4 separate regions of the Rattus norvegicus genome follow, and all the other regions are linked to region 4. The links are chromatin contacts, called in public Hi-C maps. All regions are on one chromosome and are shown on one strand. Each heading gives the region's core, a stretch centred on a gene start, on an enhancer-like site or on the middle of the called end of the contact. The rest is flanking DNA. Distances are from core to core; before and after follow the strand shown. Region 1 overlaps Apbb2 (amyloid beta precursor protein binding family B member 2). Region 2 overlaps Apbb2 (amyloid beta precursor protein binding family B member 2). Region 3 overlaps Apbb2 (amyloid beta precursor protein binding family B member 2). Region 4 holds the start of Apbb2 (amyloid beta precursor protein binding family B member 2).

Evidence for each region. Hi-C and Micro-C count contacts between places; a contact is called where the count stands out from the background.
Region 1: a Hi-C map of Schwann cells shows a contact between it and region 4, with 3 times the contacts expected there. The contact joins the enhancer-like site here to the promoter of Apbb2 in region 4. A contact is called at or near these places in 5 of 12 Hi-C or Micro-C datasets (Schwann cells, frontal cortex, liver and 2 more) and 1 of 1 datasets of contacts at active chromatin or transcription factors (oligodendrocytes).
Region 2: a contact with region 4 is called in a Hi-C map of the A7r5 cell line, with 3 times the contacts expected there. The contact joins the enhancer-like site here to the promoter of Apbb2 in region 4. A contact is called at or near these places in 6 of 12 Hi-C or Micro-C datasets (the A7r5 cell line, Schwann cells, kidney and 3 more) and 1 of 1 datasets of contacts at active chromatin or transcription factors (oligodendrocytes).
Region 3: a contact with region 4 is called in a Hi-C map of liver, with 3 times the contacts expected there. The contact joins the enhancer-like site here to the promoter of Apbb2 in region 4. A contact is called at or near these places in 2 of 12 Hi-C or Micro-C datasets (kidney and liver).

Annotation. Positions count from the first base shown.
Region 1 is chr14:42,005,480-42,009,991 of GRCr8, forward strand. All of the region lies in intron 2 of Apbb2 (amyloid beta precursor protein binding family B member 2), which reads left to right. Among named protein-coding and RNA genes, the nearest start is that of Apbb2, 96 kb to the left of the region's middle. Within about 2 kb of position 3,157, at least 39 of the 93 cell types and tissues checked have an H3K27ac peak or open chromatin away from gene starts, as enhancers often do. A contact at or near this core is called in Schwann cells and prefrontal cortex, where this site is marked.
Region 2 is chr14:41,981,394-41,985,402 of GRCr8, forward strand. The region is part of intron 1 of Apbb2 (amyloid beta precursor protein binding family B member 2); the gene reads left to right. Among named protein-coding and RNA genes, the nearest start is that of Apbb2, 72 kb to the left of the region's middle. Within about 2 kb of position 2,263, at least 21 of the 93 cell types and tissues checked have an H3K27ac peak or open chromatin away from gene starts, as enhancers often do. A contact at or near this core is called in the A7r5 cell line and kidney, where this site is marked.
Region 3 is chr14:42,034,674-42,038,875 of GRCr8, forward strand. The region is part of intron 2 of Apbb2 (amyloid beta precursor protein binding family B member 2); the gene reads left to right. Among named protein-coding and RNA genes, the nearest start is that of Apbb2, 120 kb to the left of the region's middle. Within about 2 kb of position 2,603, at least 12 of the 93 cell types and tissues checked have an H3K27ac peak or open chromatin away from gene starts, as enhancers often do. A contact at or near this core is called in kidney and liver, where this site is marked.
Region 4 is chr14:41,910,431-41,914,302 of GRCr8, forward strand. Apbb2 (amyloid beta precursor protein binding family B member 2) reads left to right here and starts at 1,357. Exons shown (of 17, transcript NM_001427465.1): 1 at 1,357-1,574.

The DNA of each region.
Region 1 (4,512 bases), core at 1,907-4,406, 97 kb after region 4:
TTCCCCTCCCCTCCCCTCCCCTCCCCTCCCTTCCCTTCCCTTCCCCCCTCTCTCTCTTTCTCCCCCTCTCCCCTCTCTCTCTCAAATGGCACAGTGAGTTTATTAGCATTGTTACAGGAGCATCGTCTGTGGCTATACTGAGGAAATCTCTCCCTCTCCCATCAACTATTCCTTAGTCTTTATGGATGCACAGGGCCTCATGGGCTCTCCCTCTTCCAGGCCATGGCGTTGTTGGGCCCCATCTTGTGTAGATAACCACAGCTTCCATGAGTTCAGTAAGGCAGCAGGTCATGCTCAGGAAACAGTGTTCCACGACAGTCTACCACCTCTTCCGGCTCCTTACTTTCTCTTTCCAGTTCTCTTCCTCAATGTTTCCTGCTCTTTGATGGAGTGGTACAGACATCGTGGTTTTGATTTGCTGGACAGTTTTTCTGATGACAGCTTCTTTGACGACAGCTGACAGCAGCACTAACCTATGGGCACAAAACATTATTTAGAAGAGTATGTGATCAGCACACCATATCCATCTAGCAAAACAACAGCAGTCGTTCCCTCACTGGTCTGTGAATTCCAGAGCCTCAGGCTTTTGACTGGGTTTGCAGTATATACAAGCATTTGCTCTACTGGAGCTGGCCCCAAGCCTAACCAGAGCGTGGCTAGTTACGTCTCTATCAGACTTGCCAGTATTGGACCAGTGGCACACACATCTTGTCTGTTGAGTTGGTTCTGTTGCGTGTGTAGTCCACACATGAATAAGACCATTAGTGACAGTCCTTCCTAAGTCTGAGAAATAGTGAACTTCCTTTTAAAAGATTGCGTGTGTGTGTGTGTGTGTGTGTGTGTGTGTGTGTGTGTGACATGTTCGTGTGTATGTGGGGGCCACATGTGTGTGAGTGCCTAGAGATGCCAAGAGAGGGTGTAAGATATTTTGGAGCTGGAGTTACAGGCAGCCGTAAGCCTCCAGACTGCTGGGAACTGAAGTTGGGCTTTTGGAAGAATAGGAGGCACTGTTAATGGCCCAGCCACCTCTCAGCCCCAGGGAGTTGCGGTCATTAGGGAGGAATCTGACAGTTTCTGGGATATAGTAACATCCAGATTCTTGAAGTTCTAGGCTTGAGATTATAGAACTGGGGACTTGGGATTGTCTGTCTGGTTTTGTTGTTAGACTGTCCTACAGTCTTTCTGACAGTTGTTGTAGAGGAGGAGATCAGGACCTGAGTGAAATCAGCCGGAGAGCTCAAAGTCTGAAGTGTCATCAGGTTCTGGGAGGGGAGGGTTATAAAGGAAGCTTAAGATCCACTTAAGATCCTAGGTGAAGCATGTTCCCCAGATACACCCCGTTCCTGTGTTCTCGCCCAGACCATTTGTGAAAGCTGACTGGCCGTTATGCAGTTAGTTTTAAGAGAGAATTTATGACAGTATCAAGAGTATTGACCTCACTGGGTGTGGTGGTACATGTCTCTAGCCCCAGCACCTGAGAGGCCCAGGCCGGAGATCTGGAGTTGAAGGCTAGCCCAAGGCTAGCCCGAACCTCCTCCCATCACAGAACAGCTGCTGCTTGACAAACAAGGAGGGATGGAGGCCATCACCCGCCAGCCCTCCTCATCTTTATTGGCATCTTCCCTATTGGGTTTTAGCTGCACGAGCAAAAGCAAAACGAGCCCACAAACAGATGGGCACTCGTTCTTTTCAGTCTTTTGGAAGTGGAGCTTTAGGCTTATGGAAAGGAGGGGCCGTGCAGAGTTCCTGTGTACCACTCCGCCTCGTTTCCCTGTTATTAACATCTTACGGTACAGTGGCACACGTGCTAGGAATCTGTGGGCTGACACAAAGGACACACTGTTAGCAGTGCCTGGTTTGTTCACATGTCTCTAGTTTTGACTGCAAGTCAGATCTGCCCTGTTTCACTTCTGCTTTCTCTCAGAACATGGAATAACTCTTGCTTGACACACAGCTGACATAGGAAAAGGAAGGAAGTTTCCCTAGGTAACCTAATATTATTTCCATTATTATTAGTATTCTTTCCTATTCATGTGAGCTCAGTAAATATACATACATACATACATACATACATGCATACATACATATCTGCATACACATACATACATATATACACATGTGCATGCATGCATACATACTTATCTGCATATACATACATATATACACATGTGCATGCATGCATACATACTTATCTGCATACACATACATACATATATACACATGTGTGTGCATACATACATACATACATACATACATACATACATACATTATTATGGTTTTGATGAGGTATTTTGAAGCAAATTATAGATCCACAACAAAACCACATATCCAGAATAGGGAACCAGCATTATTTAGAAACATCATTTCCAACAAAATTAATGCTGGTTCCTAAACGTACTTAGTATTCGCCCATAGTGAAAGTTACCAAATATGATCTCCTTTAATGTCTTGAGTTAATTATCAATTAGAATTACGGCAGAGGACCGTGTCTCTCACTGTGCTTACTCCTCAGCACTGAAGTCTCTTTAACTTGCAGGTGAGATAGCCTGAGACTCCGGAGCATGGGAAGTTGTTGCAGGTCCCCTGCATCACCCCTGTCTATTGCCAATGTGACTAAAAATAAAAAAAACAAAACAAAACACTTCACATTTTAGTAAAGTACGTAGATGAAGTACAAATGAATCCTGACTTTCTCTCTCATGGTGATGACTGAAGCTGGTTTTAAAATATCAAGTGGTCACATTTGCCCAGCTCTGTAACTGCTTCCTTATTTTAGATAACTCTAAGCTAGACTCAGAATTCAGTATACAGTGACGCATTGTTTTCTGTTGAGCCCACATCGTCTCCTGGGTCTCAGCCTCCCAGATATGAAACCACATCCTGAATAGCACTGAGTAGACACCACAGAAATGATTTGTGGCTTCATTGCATCTGCAAGCCTTATGTAAGAGTCTTGGTTTTAGTCCTTAGGGTGGAATTTCACAGTGAGTTTCACAATTTTCCTTTAAGGCCAAAAAAAAAAAAAAAAAAAAGAAAGAAAAGAAAAAAGAAAAGAAAACAAGCATAAGAAAACCATAAAAAGAGGAGTGTGGGTGGAGTCCCGGTTTGAATACACAGAGCCTGGGGGACACCCTACCTGGAGTGGACAGAGTGAAGAGGCAACTCTAGCTTTGCTTTTCATCCGGAGACTCCGGGTGTACTGTGAGCGGCTAGGGCTTCCTCCCCACTGTAGCTCTTGCTGGACCATAGCTACCCGAAGTCTTGCAAGTGTCTGGAATCACTGAGGGGAAATGCCTGCCACCCAAGGCTGCACCTTCTACAGCTCAGGAAGTGTAAGGCAGCACCTGCTGGAGCCCCAGAAGAGGAGCAGCACACTTTGGGACATTTCCCTGTGAAACGCTTTGGTCGTGCTACTGAAGGGGGTGGCACTCTCAGGAGCAGTTCTCCCTTACTTACTAGCAGATGTGCAGCGAACTCTTCCTTAATTTATCCCATGGAGTCCTGTTGCGGACTCAGCTCCCCTGCACCTCTGCCCTGAGAAGGACACTTTGTTTCTACTTCCACCTGGTTCTGTGACCCAGTTGGAAGAGGTTCAGCACAGCACCTGGTTGCTTTCTCTTCTGTCCTTATTTTGAATTGCCTCTTCTTATTGTATTCCAACCCAGCCGATTCTCATATTCTCTCTCTCTTCCCAGGGAACCTGAGACAAGCAGCGCTTGTGCATTGTAACTCTGTAGGTTGAGGATAACTACTGTTTTCTTTTACTCTGCTTCAAATGAGAAGAGAGGGGAATTGCTAAATATATCAATGTTGTCTCTTTAGTCTTTTTAACATCCTTAAATAAAGAGGTCGCCTTACTGGATGGAAATGTCCAAACATACAACTGTTTTGTTTTGTTTTGTTTTTGTTTTTTGCATGTGCATATTTAGCATTTAAATATTTTATTTCCTGTAGCACAAGTCGTCACAGAGTTACTTGAAAATTCTAGAGGAGCAGGAGAAGAAATCGAGACAATAACATTAACATTTTTTAATCTGTACCTTGCCTTCTTAGACTCCAGATCATGCTCAATAGCATTTAGCACATTAGCACCTCCTGGGAGGTTGTTAGAAATGCAGTGTTCAAAGAAACCAATAAAATAAAATAAAAAACAAACAAACAGAAAGAAATGCAGACTTGGATTCCACTGCAGACACTCTGAATCCTAACCACTGGAGTGTGCTTACATGTGCACTAAAATTTGGGGTTGCTGCTCTAGAATTCCTCACCCAGGGAAGCGGGTAAACAGAGACCCCAACAGCCAATTCTGTGCTCAGGTCTTCATGTTCTCTGTCACTGTTTCTTGAGTTAGCCCTCGATATGCGATAAGGATAAAAATGAAATCATTAAAACAAACAAACAAGTTGCTTTAGAGAGAGACCTGGCTGTCTCACAGGCAATCATTTCATTCAGTAAACATTTTAAAGTGCCTTCTATGTGCTCCGCAGGCAGGGGCTGCCACTCAGCGTGTGC
Region 2 (4,009 bases), core at 1,013-3,512, 72 kb after region 4:
ACTGTTAACACTTTCGCTTGGAGAGTTTGCTTATTAAAAAAACCATTGTACTGTAACCAAAGCAGCATGAGTGGGCCTGTGTATTTGGAACATGTATATTGTCTGTAGCTACATTTATATCTGTCTCATTTCCATTTGTGACCTGAGTGTTACCAAGGCCATCAGTGTGACCATGGATTTTGAGAGTATTCACTGGAACCTTGTAGGCTCACACAACTGAAGACAGTGACTCACCTCTCCTAGAATTTACCAGTAGTCAATAATTCCCAGGAAGGGGTAGAGCCCTTTAAGCTCCGCCCCAAGTCTTTGACTGATTGTTGACAGGGCCAGTCTGTGCTGGCCCAGTGCAAGTAACAACAGTTGCTGTGAGTCTGTGATTGGGAAGGCTGTCGCATGCCCAGAAGGTAGCATTTTGCATCTTTCTCTCTTTCTTCTGACTCTCACATTCTTCCCAACCTTCTACTGTGTTCCCTGAGCCTTCCTTTAAGGGGATGGTAGAAGTGTCCTGTGTATATTTCATCGTTCAGTTGTCACATATTCTTAGCACCTTGAGTAGCCAGAGTCTGCAGTCACTTGCAGAGTGAGATACTATGCCACTTTAGCTAAGCAGTGGTAAGGTAACCACCAGGGCCTGTGACTTTCCTCACCGTGAGTTTTTGACTCACTTCACAGTACTAGGCATGGTTTCTCTTCCCTCGTATGGGTCTCAGGTTTAATCAGAGAGCAGTTAGGTACACTGCGTCAGCTATGGCACTATTGCACTGCGTCAGCTATGGCACTATTGCACTGCGTCAGCTATGGCACTATTGCACTGCGTCAGCTATGGCACAAGTGAGCTCACATTTCCGAGAAGGTTGTATTCTGCCTCGGAAGAGGCTGTGTGACTTTTTCTCGGTGTCTGCACAGCACCGACTCTGGCAGCACTGTAGCTTCTTGGTAACTGTTTGTTGATTGACATGGTGCTTTGCAGTTTCTACCATGCCGTCTTAATTGGTTCCAATAATTGGTGCCTTTAAGAGCCTGGCTGATACCATCACCCTGGTTCAATGAACGTGAAACCAAGGATTAACCAAGTTAGTTCTCTCACAGGGTCTTGGGTCATAAGTAGCGGAGCTAGAACTACAGGCTCTAAATATTGTGACTTCCATACGCTTTCCCAAATAGCTTCTGAATATTGGTTAGCAGAAATTTCTCTCTGCTTTCCCCAGTCGAGACCCTCTTTATTTCAAACTATGGCAGAGAGAGTTAGTAATGCAGTGTCTTCCAAGTGGTACATCATCATCACCAATCACATGCTCTCCTGGGTGCCAGTGTGGATCATTTACAGGAGTCTTCTGGGTTACCTGTGGTAGGGGCCTAGGAGAACACTTCATCATGGTGGTGGTAGGGATTTAAACTAGTGTTCCTTTCAAACAACTTGTGTTTGTTTTTCATTCATTTGAAATGTAAATTAATCAGCACCAACAACCCGTTATTCTATTTACTTATTATTTATTTATTGTGGGTGTGTGTTTTGCATGTACACACGCCTGTGCACTCCACTGATGTGTGCGGTGGCCAGAGAAGGAGGTTGAGCATCCTGCTGTATCATTCTCTAGCTGAACCTGGAGCTGGGCTGGTGGCATTCCTCCTGTTTTTGTCCCTCTCCCCTTCCTCCCTCCCCCTTCCCCCCACCCCGTCCACCTCCAGCCCCCCACCCCCAGCACTGTGGTCATAGATGAAACATGGCCGTGCCTAGCCTTAGCATGGGTGCTGGGAATCTCAATTTAGGTGGCCAGACATGCTCAGCCAGTGAGCCATCATCACTCAAGCCTCCAATCTGAGTTCTTCAAATCACACTCTAATGGCTCTGAGAGGTCCATTCTCCAGCTGCTCTTTCTTGTCTTGCATGCCTGGTCATTTTGAGGTAGAAATTTAAGCAGTAATAAATGAGTTCTGCTGACGGTTCTGGAATCTTGCCCAGGAAGCAGAAATCTTCCACAGGATACTAGACGAGGAAGAGAAAAATGCTGGCCCAACATTCAGGCCCCCAAAGGGTAGAGATTCCTGGGTGGACATTTTGTCAGAGCCATGTAGCTGCAGCCCAAGCCCCAACAGCACATAGCCAAGATGCCGGCATTCAGGGCACCTTATCTCACGTCACTCTCGTTTTTGTTTGGGCATCTACCGAGAGAGATAATTTGGTAACTCCACTTTGCAGTTGGTACGTCAGCGTTCTAACCAGACTGCTAAATTTGAACCATGACATTCTCTGACAGATGACTGTAAGGCATTGCTAGATCATGACTTGTCACACAGCAATGGTGATCACACAGCTCTGGTGCCCTTGGAAAACATCAGCAAGAATGTCAGCCCTTTTGCTTGTGTGGACTTTGGGCTTTAGTATTAGAGCTGAGGCGCTGACTGAGGGAAACAGCTAATGGCCCCTGCTGTGTTCTCTCATGGGTGCAGCCATGTGTGGATGGTGGGGGTGTGAGTAGAGCAGTGGTTTTGGGTAGAAAACAAGCTTTCCTCCTTTCATTGTCATCCAGCACCAGCCAGAGCCTTTGTGCTCTTCTCTGGGTGTGACTGAGCCGGGCATCCCTGTTGCTGCTCCCTCACACCTGAGGCTTTTGTTATCCCCATGACACAGTAGGAGGAGGAGGTAGGAGAAGGGGCTGGGAAGGCCCCCTCCAAGGACTTTCAGGGAACGGTTGAATTGGTCCTTGCTGTGTCTCCCTGTGCCCTTCAAGCTAGCCATACTCTACGAGAATCTTAGGCATCTGATGCACACGGATGGGCCTTGCGAGCGAGCGGACAGCTTAGCAGAAGCAGAAGTGGTTTTGTTTCAAAGAAATGGCTCTGAAGGACAGGAAGAAGGTACTTGCTTCTCTGAGTCGCACAGATCATTTTTTTTTTGTTTTTGTTTTTGTGTCTTGTTTTTCTTTTCTAAATTGCCAATGTCTTTTCCTTAATGTTTCTATGATTTTAGAGGCATACGCCTACGACTTGTTACCAAAATCACTTACTCTTTGTTTGTTTGTTTGTTTGTTTGTTTGTTTGTTTGAGAGGGTTTCTCTGTGTAGCCCTGGCTGTCCTGGAACTCACTTTGTGAACAAGGCTGGCTTCAAACTCATAGAGACCTGGGAGGAAAGGTGCGCCACCAAGTGAGTCACTTACTCTTAATACAGGCGAGCATGTGTCTTTCCTGCCTCTCGCAGGTGGCAGGTGGTGTGGTACAGGCATAGTTGTATCCTGCTGAAAGCCTTGCTTTGAACTGGAGGGATTGTCCTGTTATTAATGAAGCCAGCACTAGGACCAGAAAGCTCTCAGCTTGATGGGCAGTGTCTGTTGAGGACACCTGCCACCACTGCACAGTATAGCCATTGTTCCTTCTGTGAGAGCATTGTGGGCAGAGCTGTGGAGTTGAAACCTCTTTTGTCTTCCTGCCTGCATTTCGGCTTCATTTGAACCCGTTCCTGTCCATTCTGACTTTACTGTTCCACATTTAACATGTTTCTTCTGAGGTGCATGTGAGGTGTCTCAGTGGGGGAGGAGTCTGTGCAGGGTCAGAGTGGAGAGGTCAGAGTTTTCAGGACTTACCACTTCCTCGAGGTTTGGCAGAGGGAAAGCCTTTGACCTCTCTGGACATGGGCTGTCTGGAGTGAGTGTTGTCATCAAGGCCCCCAGGGTGGATTCTACCCTGTGTTCTGTTTTGTAGGATGCTTAGAGCATCCGGACAGAGTAACTTAGAGGATCCTGTGAAGCAGTTAGATCTTCCTAGGAGGTCAGTTAATTAAAGGATGGATGTGCAGCACACCAGTGAGAGTGACATTTGGATAGGATTTCTGCCTGCTAACTTTATGGACTAGAACAAGAAAATGCGTTTCTAGGAACGTTCTGTTTGTTTGTCAGCCCTCAAGTGTTCCTAGACACTGGGGTTTTGAATTTCTAAGTGAAATGCTACACAGTGATGCCCTTTCAGTGGACTGCCTGGGACCCAGGAGTATTACAGATATCTATATTTTTT
Region 3 (4,202 bases), core at 1,353-3,852, 130 kb after region 4:
TTGCTGGAACTGGGATAACAACTTTATTCTCCTTCCTTTTTTATTTCAATGTGGTTTTTTTGATCTATTATTTTTGAGAATTCTTAAAGAGATTTGCTCGTGTTACTTTAGTATGTTTTGGTGGATTTATTCTTTTCTCACTGTTTGAACATCAAAAGGCTATTACCTGGGGAGAGAATAATTATTTGCAAGAAGAGTTAGGTGTGCTAGGTTTCAAATACATGGAAAGTGGGCTGACTTGTGTCAGAAACATCTGTGGAGTATCGGATAGCATGCTTCATGTTGCTTTGCTGGTTCTAGAATGTTCTTCCTCTGTTTCTGAAAGTGAAGTAGGTTGCAGGTTATTTTATCCCCAAGATTGTGAACTGTAAAAACTGGTATCTTGTGTGGCTCAGCCCTGCATACCCCTTTAATCTAAGAGCTTCTTGTAAACAGGATTAAATAAACCGTAGGTCAAGAGGTGGAGCAAGCAACCAGTTGACTGGAGATGGACATAAATAAATAGAGAGGAGGGTCTTTGAGTTGAAGGATTTCTAAGACAGCAAGGAAAAGGAGAAGGGCTTTTCCTTTTGGGACGTCAGTGAAGTAGGAAGGTCAGCTGAGTGTTTCCTCTGCCCCTGTGAACTAGCTTGCTTTCTTTCACGCCAGCATCTGCCTTCCGAGTCTTTGTTGGTAAACATTTGGGATTTTTGGGTGGTTTTTTGTTTGTTTGTTTGTTTGTTTTACAAAACAACAGAAGTAAAAGCAAATAAAGAGAAAAAGAATTCTTTAAGAAAAATAAGATATGCCTCTGTGGTGGTCTGAATAGGAATGGTCCCCATAGACTCATGGTTTTGAGTGCTTGGCCCTAGGCAATGGCGCTATTAAGAGGCGTGGCCTTATCATAGTAGGTATGGCCTTGTTGGAGGAAGACTATCACCGTGGAGTTGAGCTTTGAGGTCTCCGATTACAAGATATGACTCACAGTCTCTTCCTTTGACCTTCGGGTCAAGATGTAGAACTCTCAGCTCCTTCTCCAGCACCATGTCTGCCTGGATGCTGCCGTACTTTCTGCCATGGCGACAGTGGAATAAACCTCTAAAACCGTAAGCTAGCTCCCAACAGCAATGAGACCCTAACTAAGACATGACTCCCCCAAACAAAACAAACAACATAACACAAAACAATAAAGCCTTGCTATTGGCAGAGGAGCAATCCTTGAGAGGCAAGAAGGAAATCAGGTTCAACATGGCTTAGCCAGTGCTGGTTACACTTTAGAGTCTGATCCAAGCTGTTTATTTTTGACATTTAAGCACAGTACGACTTTGGAAAAAAGTTTCCTTATGACAACTGTTAAGGTGTGACTACATTTTGAAAAGCATGACCTCTTACATAAAAGTGGGTTCTCTTGACTGAGAAACAAAGCTCAGGAGTCCAGGTGAAGCACGGCTCTACCAATAGCGAAAGATCACCAAGTTATTAACTGCATTCACTCCCAACCTTCTGGGTGGAAACAGAAGAAAAGAAAAGCCTGTGAGTTTAATGACCCTGATTTATCTAGTGCCATATATGAGCATGAGAACCCTGTGCCCTCTGCATAAGGTATATAATGAGGTTTCTCACACTGCTAGGTAGCAGACATGTTCTGTAATAGTTACTGCAAGGAGTCTGCTTACCAAGAGGAAAAGCCCATGAAGAGTGTATAAAGAAAGAAGAAAGAGGTTCAGCTAGATGCTAAAGAAGAAACACAACCAGGAAACACAATAGAGAATAAAAACTCAAATCTGGAAGTAATATAATATTTGTATTTCTTCTTCAATAAGGACATTTCATTTATTAGCCAAGAAGCAATGATTATCAAAAAAATATTTGACTCAGGCCAGCCTAGACTACATGAGACCCTGTCTCATATACTATTATTATAATCATTATTATAAATGTTTTTTAGAAAGAACCTTGATAGGGTAGTGGAAATCACCCAAGCCTGTATCATGGTGGTTTATATACTCTGTTTCTACTTAAAAGTTTCATTCATGTTTTTCTCTCTCTAGAGCCTTTTGTCTTTTTCTCAGACAAATTGACACCCCCTTTCCCCAAGGTCCTACTGAAACAGAGACAAAGCCTTCCCTTCTCCAGGTTTCTAGACCATTCCTGCACTCCCAGAGACAGCTCCCAGGAGAACCACTATTTCTTTTGATTTTGGAGATTTTCGCTTGCTAAATTTCTCAAGAAGTCTTGTGGAAGAACAGGGGTCACTTACCAAGCAACATCAAAGGGTCTGTGTTAGACTTGCCTATATTTGTACTATGTGACTTCAAAAGCTTAAGAACTAATACTGGAATTTTCTAAGAGCTAATAAATAAACAAAGAAGGCATCTCAACAACCTGTGTGTTCAGTCAGCCTAGCACACTTCAGACCTTGTTTGTAGCCTGGTATGTTAATCTTTGTTTTCTTATACTCCAGTACTTTGGTTTTTAAAACCATTGCTGAGTTGAGGAAAAGGGGAGACAGGCAGACAGACCTCGAGCCTGAGGACAAGAGCTCTGTGCACCCCTATAGGTTCTGAGAATCTTGCCAGGTCACCCAGCCCAGGTCCCAGCAGCTCACACGTGAAATTAGTCTGTCTGTCTGTGCTCTTGGCTCCAGGCCTGGATCGATAACTTGCCGTCATCTCTGATTCTGTGTAGTTCAGTTATAGCTGCTAATGGAGCTTCAGCAGGCGTTCTGTCAGTTTGTCCTGTGTGTTTCATGGCTCACAGCTCCTGCCTGCTCACCGCAGACTTGTTCCTTTTCCTCGGAGTGCCTGTGCTTATGTTCCAACACAGCAAAATAATTCGTGGTGTCACCGATGATCGTGAGCTCCCAAACAATGATTAATCATACCTTGAATTCTCTGAGAGAAACATTAATGGCCTGTGGTTGAAATTAAACCCATTTAGTGCTGAGACAGGTAATCCTTCAATTATTGTGAAAATCTTGACCATTCTCAGTGACTAATTCTTGAGGTTTTTTAAAAAGCAGAAGTCTTAGCATTCCACCTGGCAGTGGTGTTTTGTGAGTTAATGAGTCACAGAATATGTTATCTTTGAAGAGCGCAAGCCACCTTCTTGGGAGTTCACACCACTGTTCCTCTGACAAAAATGTTGTATCAGGCAAAGCTAGTTCTACAAATTTTGTTTGCAAATTCATCTTTAAGGTCAGTAGCGCCCAATACTTACACTGGAATACTATCTTGAAATAGTTAACGGAGGACCAGTGGCAGCTAGGGCTGTTGACATAAAGTATTTACTTTGAAGAGAATTCTTAGCATTTTTGTTCCCTGTCAGCACAACAAGAATTTGCAGGGGTATGGGGGGGAGGAACATTAATGTATTTGTCAAGGATTAATGACCTGCTGGAACATTTGTGGTGGGGAATATGTTATGGGTAGTATTGTAAATACAGTAATTAAAAAGCTGCACACTAACCACTTTGGACTGGCCGATAGATTCCTTTCATCCCCTGGCCTGCATCCAAGTGAGGAGTGTGTTTATCCTGCTCCCTTGCCTTCTTGAGAGCAGGAACGGGGAATGGCTGGCTCAGAGGTTCATTTCTGTGCTGCCAGTGTGCTCTGTGGCCCAGGGCAAGCCAGGTGTATGCAAGGTGCTCTACACCTGGGCATTGGAGATGTGTGTGTGTGTGTGTGTGTGTGTGTGTGTGTGTGTGTGTGTGTGTTGTTACCAACATGGTAGAACAGACTGGAAGGATCAAGCTACTTTCTCACAGTCGAAGAAAACAACAACAACACAAACACAAAAATGAACTCCTGTCGCATAGTGCAGGCTAGGAACTCACCCCTCAGCTTTATAGGCTCAGCTACTGAGGTCCTTTCCAGACAGATACTACAGTGTCCTGTGTGATGTGTGAGGTGTGCTCTGTAGGATCTGCAATACCTCGGGCCTTTTGATTAAAAGGGAAATCGTAGTAGCGTCGCATACACATCAGGACAGAAACACAGCCTGCACCTGGGGTGAATTTTCATAATTCTCAAGGTCGTGAGGCTCTCCTCACTTCCTGTCTGTGGTCCCCACGGGTGAAAGCCAAGCAGGCTGCCGGGGAAGAACATCTGGGAGGAGAGGCGCCATACTGCTAGAATGATGATCCTGCCCTTCAGGAGGGTAGCAAAGCAGGGAGACTGATGCAGCCTCCACGTCCTGGTCCTTTGTTTGCTCAGAATCTTTGC
Region 4 (3,872 bases), core at 107-2,606:
ATTTCCTCCTCTGTGTGGGCGTGAAGGACACAGTAGCCGGTGTCTCAAGGCCCTCTACAGTTTTTTCCCCTCAATATTTTTTCCCTGGTTTTTGACTGTCGACGGTTCACAGCTCGTTAAGTCTTGGGATGCAGAGGCTCAGTTCCAAGAATGAACTTGCATAGATTTATGGAAAATTTTCTGTAGTAGTACTGTTGGCCTTCTGCAGAGTCTGAGGGAAATATTGATCATAGAAAAGGCTATAGGATAAAAGATTCCTCCAACACATGGCGTTCTGCCCATTCCCAACAACCCATCTCTTTTACATGTCAACACCTTGTGTATGGAGATGGTGAAGATGGCATTTTATAGAAACTATTCAGTGCATGTCAGTCATTGCTGGACCGTAAACACCATGAAGGCAGGGACTGGGATTTTAAATTTGCTTGTACTCCCAGGTCTAGTAAGGGGAACTTGTGGAGCCTCAATAAACTCATGCCCATCTCCACTAGGGAGGATGAATCTGAGTTTATTATCTGAGGGAGGAGTGCGTTGGAAAAGGGTCATTACTTAGTAGTTACAGTTATTTTCAGAATTACCTTTTTAAAGGAGGTAGTAGGTAGCATTGTCTCTGTATTAGACATTAGAGTCCTCATGACTAGTCCTCAGATGGCAGCCACATCAGCACCTGGGAATTTGTTACTTACAGGAGCTTGTGCAATACAGCACAACCACTCATTTGGCCCGGGGAAAGGGACCTAGCATGCTACTTCAGCAACCTTTCTCAGTTGAGTGTGACCTAGGCATCAGTTTAACTCCCTCTGGCTTGGTGAAGAAACAGTTAAGGCCCTCCAGGTGCCTTCAATAAATCCACTACTTCCTGGCTAACAAACAGGTAGCAAGTAGATTATGTTTTTCCTTTTCGCAGATGTATTTCTTGCTTGGCGTTATCTCGCTGTGATTTTCCAGTGCAGGAATGTTCGTGTGTGGCATATGTCTGGGCGTTGGGGATGAGGAGGCAGAAGGCAGAAGTTTCACCTTTTAACGTCCAGTTAGCCAGGAAGGCTGTAGGCAGCTTCATCTTGTGATAATTTTCCATTCTAAAGGAACGCAGACGTGTGACTGAAGAGTTCCCCAAACTGCCTTTTGGTGCAGACAGACGCTAGGCCACCTGGAGGGGATACCCGGGCTGTCCCGCACCCCCAGCCTCTGGGTGTCACCCTGGCGCCCCCTGCCTCTCTGTTGTGCCAAAGCCGGGCCGCCTCCACCTGCAGGGGTCGCCCTGGGAGCGCGGCCCGCCCCCTTCCGCCGCGGCCTCCGCCCCCGGCCCCGCCTTGCTGGGTTCGCCCGGCTTCGCCAGGCCCCTCCAAGCCTTTCCTCGCGCAGCCGCCGCCAAAGCCTGGAGAAGTGGAATCTCGCCGCCGCTGCTCCCTGCGCGGGCCTCGCGGAGCCGCACTGGGCATGCTCAGTCGCCGGAGCCAGTGCTGCTCTAAGTAGGAAGCTCGCGTGCTGCAGCCCGCAGCTGATCCGGGCGCTCAGCGGGCTGCGAAACCTAGGACCCGGGTTCAGAGCCGATCGATCGCCGCGCAGCGCTGGTGAGCCCCGCTTCCTTCCATGCCTTCAGCCCGGGAATCTGAGGAATGACCCGGAGTGCGCCGCCGGAGCAGGGCAGCCGGCGAGCCTGGCTGCTTGTGCCCTCGCGGCTGCTGCTCGGTTTCTGGCGGTCACCGCCGGTCGCTCAGCCGCAGCCGCAGCTGCAGCAGCTGCCGCCGCATCTGCAGCGGGCGCCTGCTGCGGAGTCCCGCTCGCCCCACGCCGCAGGGCCGGTGCTCTGGCTGCGGGCTCGCCCGGTCACTCCCATTACTCCCTCACTCCCACCCGGAGCTTGGGCTCGGCAGGGCCGGGCGAGGACACGGGGCTATGCCCGGGCGGAGACTGCGGAGGGCAAAGTGCGGGTGGGCGCGGGCGACCGGTAGCGCACGCCCCCTTGCCCTGGGGCCGGCCTGCCCGCCCGGCGGCGCGCTCTTGCTGGAGACTCTGAAACCTATCCAGCGTCTCCTGGGGTGCAGAGAGCCCAGCTACCCAGAGAGGAGGAGGGGGCAAAGTTGTACCCTCTGCAACGTTGAGAGCGTTTTAACTAGAAAATGGCTGTGTACTGAGGGCCCGATCAGGGAAGCCGGTCATCGGGATCCCGAACGCCCCACTGCTGCCCGCTGGGAGGAATGGTGGCTCAGACGCCAGAAATGACATTTGTGCGACGAAAACTAGCTGGGCGGAGGGAGGGATGCGGAGTCCCGTAGAAACAATGATAGGTGGTCTCTCCATTGATGAAGAGGTCTGAAAACAGGAGGTCAAGCTCAAAAGGCCAAGGGAGTGTGGGACTTAAAGAAAAAAGCTGGATAAATCAGATGGAAAATTGGAACCGTTCTGTAGCAAGATTCTGCACAGCCACGACTGTCCCGATCGCTTGCGGATGGAGTGGATGGCTGGAGAGGGTTCACATAGAGAGAATTAGGTCAGTGTCTAAAACCCAATGAGCTCTTAGAGGGGGCAGTTTTAAAAAGTCCTGTCACTGGCTTTGCCTTGTGCCCGGTGTCTTAAATGAAAGTCATAAAGGGGCATCATAAAATGATAACAGCAATATCATTTGATATCAAGAAATAAGAAACTTGGTGAGGCTGGCCCTTTTTGTTATTTGTTTTATCATTTTACCAATTTAAGAATAAATTATGACCGCTTATCTGTTGTTTTAGGATTTGGTACCTTAAATCTTATTTTCTTTCTCATCATGATATTACAGAAAGGGCCATGGTAGTAGTACCTGAATCCTTGTGGCTGACCTTATGAAAACAGGGCTCTTGAGGGGGGCATTTCTTTATGAACTTAGGAACAGGCTTTGTCTTGTTTCCGTTTGAAAGAAAAATTTGGGTTTCTTAGAATTTGGAGAATCTTAGGAATGGAATCTGTTTGGTAAGATAGTATTTGTCCTGAGGATGGGGACCCCTATCCCCCCAGGCAGGCAGAAATGTGGTGGGAACAAGGGTAGTGGAGTGGGGAGTGGTCTCATCTGTGGAGTGTGGGTGTGGGGGATGTCACAGGTGCAAGATGTCTGCCACTGTCCTTTTGAACTTGATGCGTTCGATTGGTAGATGCCTTCAGAAAGTTCTCAGGAGAACACCATGTACCACACTTACTCAGAGCCTTTGAGAAACGACTCAGGTTGGGACCCTATTCTGGTGTAAGTGGGACAGCTGTTCTCTTATACTGTTACTTCTTCCCCAAATGGATACTTTAAACTATTCAACTTTAAGGAGTGGGGGCAGAATCCTGCCATCTGAAACTTCCTAAAGAAGTGGTTGAAAAGCTTGAGGAGCTGCAGTGTAACAGAGTAATGCGTTACATTAGCTTTAGTAATATGAACACAGACTACAACATTATCTAGGAAAAGACAAGTGTTACAAGAACACGTGTGCAAACAATATTTTAGAACAGTTATTTCGTATGTCATGTTTCTATTTTTCTGAGGGCTTTTCCTGCCAGAGGAGAAACAGCAAACAAATATTGGATTCTTTTGCTGTTAGAACAGGAATCAACACTTGAAACCCTTCCCGTGATGATTAGAATTGCGTTCTGTTGCTTTCCCTGATTAGTGGGTATCTAAATTTATCTAAGGAAAATGGAACCTTAAATATCTTCCTATCCACAACTTTAAAATAGACAATGCCTTTGTGATATAATACGTCAAGTATTCCAGAGACATATCTACAGTGTTTGATGAGACCAACAGCTACTCACTATGTTCACAAGGCTCTTAGGATGAGCTTTAGAAAAATGTTGTATTAAGTTATTACTGATTATGTGGGTGATACTTTCCTTGCCTGAGTTAAGAAAAC